Linked DNA regions of Rattus norvegicus: region 1 is linked to region 2. Evidence: chromatin contacts called from public Hi-C data. All regions are on one chromosome and are shown on one strand. The core of a region is the stretch at or near the end of the contact, and the rest is flanking DNA. Distances in the headings are between cores, read along the strand shown.

Region 1 (2,951 bases), core at 424-2,923, 230 kb after region 2:
AAGCGTGGCGTTTATATAGGAAAAGACAGTTATCTTTCAAGCTGCCTTAGTCCCTTTGCCCGAGATGAGCAGACAGTCCCAATAGGGTGCTTTACTGCCACCTACAGGAAATCAGCTGTAAGAAACAGTCAAATTGCCCGCTATTGGGTCCAACAGAAGTACAAAACCATAAAGAAGGATAAAGTGTCCATGGTGTGAAGGCTGGGGAGGGGCTCAGCTGATAAAGCGCTTGCTGTGCAGGTGTGGGAACCACATCAGCACCTGTAACCTTGGGGTGATGCAGCAGACAGCGCTCCCTGGGGTTTGTTGGTCAGCCAGCTCAGTCAAATCAGAGCATTCTGGAACTGCTAAGAGATCTTGTCTCAAAAACTAAGGTGGAAACTGATTAAGAAAGATCACCAATATTGACCTCATGTCTTCACATGTATAAGTACACAGACAGGAGGGACACACACACACACACAGAGCGAGAGAGAGAGACAGAGGCAGAGACAGAGAGACAGAGGTACACACACACAGAAAAAGAGACAGAGACAGAGGTATACACACACAGAGAGAGACAGAGACAGAGAGAGACAGAGGAATACACACAGAGAGAGAGAGAGAGACAGAGGTATACACAGAGAGACAGACAGAGGTACACACACACAGAGAGAGAGAGAGAGATGTATACACAGAGAGAAAGACAGAGAGACAGAGGTACACACACACACACACACACACACACACACATGCAAAGTACAATGATGTAAATAATTCCTCTTAGCTATGACACTGTTGTACAATCCCATGGCCACCCTGTATATGACCCCATAAGCCCTGTCATGGGCTGAACTGGGTACTCTCAAACTCCCCGGTAGAGGCCCAAGCCCCTGGCGCCTAAAAACGCAACCATATTTGGAGACATAAGCACAGAGGAGACCATTAAGATGGGATTGCCAGGGTGGGCCCTAACCCCGTGTGACTAGTGTCCTTATAAGGAGAGAAGAGGGGAGCAGAGAGAGGCCAGGGGCTCAGTGTAGAGGGGACCACCAAGGAAAGAGATGGCCAGCCAAGAAGGGGAGGCTAGAGAAGCCCCTGACCCTGACAGCTCAACCTTGGACTTCCAGCTTCCACACTTGTGAGAAAATACATTTCTATAGCCTAAGCCATGGCATTGATGGCATTAGTGACGCAAAGGCAGAAGTGACCAGTCCTGGAAAGCCACCAAGCAGCACCCGGAGCTCTGAGTACTGGGGTCGAGCAGCTTCATAGGAGCAAAGATGTGAACCCACAGCACAGCCTGCTCCTGGTTCAAAGGCCACCTTGCAGGTCATTGGGCAAGGCAGGAGGGGTCAGCACAGAGAGAAGGTGGGCCCCCTAAGCCTGGGCCAGCTCATGGGCTGGCACTGAGCCTAGCACGTCTCTAGGTGCTAAAGAGGGCTTGGCAAAGCCTTCTTGTCAAAAACCCATGTCCACTCAGGGCAGGCTCAAATTAGTCTGCCCCGCTGTGCTCAGCTGGTTGCAATTGCAGTCCCTCGTGCTAGGATTTCACTTTCGACACTGATTTATGGGAAACACAAGGGTTGCTGAAAATTCACTTGAATTCCTGCTCAGTGAAGCAATGGTTCAGTGAGGCGAAGAAGGAACGAGCCCAGCCCTGCCATCCCACAGGGGTGGGGAGAAGGTGGGAGAGTCCCCACAGAGGTGGCTACGCCCGTGATCAGAGCCACTGGGGTGGACCATCCACTCCAGCCCCTGGGACTGCAAGGACTCCTTGGAAAAATGACATCTTCATGCAATCAGATTCTCAGCCACACTGAAAACGAGTGGGCCAGAGTAACACATGCCAGCAGGCTGAGTCTGACCCGCGTGCGGGGAGGAAAAGCTAATTGCAGAATACTACGATGTCACAATTTATTCGAGATTCCAAAGTATGCTAAACAACCCTGGAAATGCCTTTTAAAAACTCACACATGGAGCTGGAGAGATGGCTCAGCCGTTAATAACACTGGGTGCCCTGAGTTCGATTCCCACCAACCACACACATGGTGGCTCACAACCATCTGTGATGGGATCTAGTGCCATGTTCTGGCATGCACACAGAATGCTCATAAGTAAATAAGTAGAATTTTTAAGAATTACACATGAGGAGAGGAACAAGAGACGTAATGGGGGTGAGTATGATCAAAATATATTATACATGTATGATAATGTCATAATGAAGCTCATCATTAGGTATAATTACTATATTCTAATAATTTTAGCTATTATATAAGCCAGGTAACAGTTGCATACCTATAATTCCAGCACTTAGGTGCTGAAAGTAGGAGAAGCAGGCTAGCCTCGACTATATAATAAATCTGAGGCTAGCCTGGGCTACAAGAGATCTTCCTCAAAATAACGACAGCCAAAAACTTGCATGTAGCTCTAGAAAAGAGTAAAGACAATGAGAAACCCCAAAATGTAGGCTGAAGGTTACTTTGGCAGGGGTGGGAGGGCAGAAGAGACGTACACTGGGGAGCTGCGCTTAAGGGCTGTGGTTGCTTTCATAATTCTATCTCTGAAACTGTTTCATAGCTCCATAGGTGTTCATTATGTCATTGCGTGTGCGTCTGTATGTGTGTATGTGTGCGTGTGTGTGTGCATGTGTGTGTGTGTGTGTGTGGTTTTATTGTTGTTGTTTTATTTATCATTGTTCTGATCTGCATTGTGTAATAACAGTATTTTAGAAGGAGGCCTGAAGATAAAGAGATGAACTAAAGTTTCCAGCCTCAGAGATGGGCGTGGAAGCACATGCCTGTGGTCCTGCAGGAGGTTCACTTTAGGTTCAAGACCAGCCTGGGTTACATAGCCAGGCCATGCCTTAAAGAAAGGGTGGGAGAGAGGAGGAGGAGGAGGAAGAGGAGGAGGAAGAGGAGGAGGAAGAGGAGGAGGAAGAGGAGGGGGAGGAGGAGGAGGAGGAGGAGGAG
Region 2 (3,005 bases), core at 128-2,627:
CTTTCCTCAATATCTGGGGTATCACTAAGGGCTTCGCACATGCAGGCCAGGCGAGCAAACACTCCGGTATTAAACAACATTCCCCGCCTCCTTGTTCTTTTTGTTTTCTTGGTTTTTGTCGTTGCTTTTCCTTTGGAGGCAGTGTCTCACAACGTAGCCCTGGCTAGCCTGGAAATTGTGATGCAAATTAGGCTAGCCTCAAACATGCCAAGGCTTGGGCAGGCTTCTGCTTTCTGTGCGCGCGCGCGCGCGCGCGCGCGCGTGTGTGTGTGTGTGTGTGTGTGTGTGTGTGTGTGTGTGTGTGTTTGGAGGGGGGGATTTAAGCTGGGAGCCACCATACAGGGTGTTCTAATGTTTTCATTTGGATGCAAGTTCTCTATCGGTTCCCCAGACTGGCCTTGAGTTTACACTACAGCCCTGACAGGACCTGAATGTTCCATTCTCCTGCCTCAGCTTCTCAGGTAGCTGGGATCACAGGCCTGTGCTACCAGAGCTGTCCACTTAGTTTATGCATCCAGTTAATCCGTTTATTCCTTGTTTCCCGGCTGGAATGAGACCCTCAGAGGTCCTAGTCTCTCTGGTTCCTTGCCCAGCTCAGCTGCTCTTTCCTGGGATGGATAAAGGAAGGAAGTCAGGTCATAGAAGACAACAGCTAAATGGGGGAAAGTTCAGAGGCAGGGTAAAGTTACTAAAGGCAGGCCAAATAGATAACTCTAGGCAGCTGAGGAGAACGAGAAGTACTTTAGAAAACGAGAAGGAACAGGGCCACCACGTATAGTCACGTGACCTCAAAGCTCAACGGAACCTTCTCCAGTTGTTCAGTTTTCAACATGGACAAAAGTCTGTGGTACTCCCCACAGGTGGGGAAGGACCGGTTCGGCCCCAGCAGGCTCTGAGGTAGTAAGGATGCATGGGTTGGGGGCAGGCTTAAAGTTGTCTTCAGCAGGAGGAACAGCCTGTCCCTTCCATGAGGGTGCCACGTGGTTATGGTTAGCAGTTTACCATCCGGTGTAGTCTCCAAAGACAGTTGTCCGACCGGGGGAGGGGGGAGGTGGGGGGGGAGCAACTGGTGTGCTGTTTGAATCTCTGGTACCTGCTGTGCTCAGTGGGCGGGTAGGGAAATCACCCGACACACCCCACAGACACCCACCAAATGCTGGAGACCAAGATAATGGTAACCGCCACGGGGAGGGCTATTTCCTGAGCTGGTGGGGTAATAGAGGTTGGGGACACGGTGTTCTGAGGTCTCACCAGAGGTCTCACCAGAGGCCTCGGTAGGGACCTGTCCCAGCTGCAAGAGCCACTCCTCCCAGTCCTACTGGCTGGGCACAACAACAATGTCCTGGTGGCTGTGGCTGTCTGGATGAGTCACCTTGCCCACAGTAAGCCTGACTGTCGATGTTATCAGTAGCTTGCTTGCTTCATTCCTGGGTGACATCACCCACCTCTGTCGTCTTCTCGGCAACAAACCATAGCCTAACACCCTGGCATATCCTGGGAGAGTTGGCCTGTAAGGCCACCAGGGTATCTCCACAGGGGCCTTTAGAGGTCCAACTCAGTCCTGGTTTTGCTATTGCAGGTCCCTGTCTACCAATAGGGATAGCTACCAAGCTGGGATTAAGCGCAGTAGGCCCTTTTCCACCCTGCCCCATAGTTACTCCCGCTCTTTCCTCAGCCGAATATCTCCCAGGAAGGATGTCCAATTGCATTCTTGAATGGAAGCCCTGAATCCCACACCTTGTGACCCAGGCCTGGGTTCCCCAACTTCTGCCCTGGAGCTTCTGGGATGAGGTCATTGGGTCTCATAGCTTACCTAGGCCCAGACTGTGACATCCTGCTGGCCTTTGCACAGTCACACTCCTGGGGACCTACTGTTGCTTCTCCTGCCCATGTGAAGCTGGCAGTCTTGTATCTGTTTCCCTTCTTGTCCTTGTTCTCAGAGGTGACCCGTGGATCAATGGAACAGTGGCCGGGAGTACATATGACTTCATGTCAGAAGCAGGATGAAAGGGCAGGTCCATACTGGTCTTCCCTGTCAGTGGAGTTGAATAGCAAGAGGAGGCCCAGATTGGCATACGAGGCAGCCCAAACCCCAACCCCGTGCCAGGAGGATACCTGCATGGACAGGCAGGAAGAAATGCCAGCCCACCAGGCTGCCCTCTGGGACCCCAAGAGACAGCTCCTCAGGTACAGACTTTTAAACAGCGTCCACTTTCCCTTCAGTTATCTGGAACAAAAGAAATTGTTCCTAAGGTGCAAAAAGGAAACCACAAAAAGCAAGAGAGCCCACTACTAAGGTCGTAACATCTTCACCATCAGCTGAGGAGCAGAGCCCAGAGCACCTTGTGCACTGGAGCCCAGCCCTAGGAGCCAGAAGCTTTGCCCAGCACTGTCTTCTCCTGTCTCTCCTGCAACATTGGCCCCACAGGAGGCTGCAGCCTCCAGGACTTCAGTGCTCCGTTGTCACACAGAGCCACTGCTAGGCAAGCATTGTGGTGACAATAGAGAGGTTGGAGCACTGGGAAAAGGGTTAAGGCCACCTGGCTAAACCTCAGAGCTCTTGGTCCTGTTCTGCCCCGAGTTGAATTCTCATCAGTGCTCTTGGGGCAGTAGACCTCCAGATTTGTCACCATTGCTGACCTCTTGATTGTGGTCTGCCTAGACCAGAGGGATCCTTTCCCAAGTTCTAGAACACACCCTAGCCAGCTCTCCTGGGGCTCCAACTGTTGTACCCCTTCCTCAGTTGCAGACCTGGTTCTAATCCTACTCAACCCTGATTGTCTTTGTTGGCAAGAGCACACATCCTGGGTTTGCCTGTCTTTTGAATTCTTCCCCCTCTCTTAAGAAACGAAAGCAAACATTAATTTTATTTTATAGGACTGTAGGTGTATAATACCAATACCATGCCTGGTTCTTCTTAAAAAATGTATTTTATTCTCTTTTTATCTTAAGAAGATTTTTCATTAAATTGTCCAAGCGCTCCTGAAACTCAAAATTCCCCCGTC

The links. A called contact is a pair of places that touch in the nucleus more often than the background predicts.
Region 1: a Hi-C map of liver shows a contact between it and region 2, with 5 times the contacts expected there. The contact joins two enhancer-like sites. A contact is called at or near these places in 5 of 12 Hi-C or Micro-C datasets (hepatocytes, kidney, liver and 1 more).

Annotation. Positions count from the first base shown.
Region 1 is chr6:16,547,983-16,550,933 of GRCr8, forward strand. No RefSeq gene overlaps it. Among named protein-coding and RNA genes, the nearest start is that of Trnai-uau2, 34 kb to the right of the region's middle. Within about 2 kb of position 1,674, at least 12 of the 93 cell types and tissues checked have an H3K27ac peak or open chromatin away from gene starts, as enhancers often do.
Region 2 is chr6:16,315,279-16,318,283 of GRCr8, forward strand. No RefSeq gene overlaps it. Among named protein-coding and RNA genes, the nearest start is that of Zfp36l2, 74 kb to the left of the region's middle. Within about 2 kb of position 1,378, at least 36 of the 93 cell types and tissues checked have an H3K27ac peak or open chromatin away from gene starts, as enhancers often do.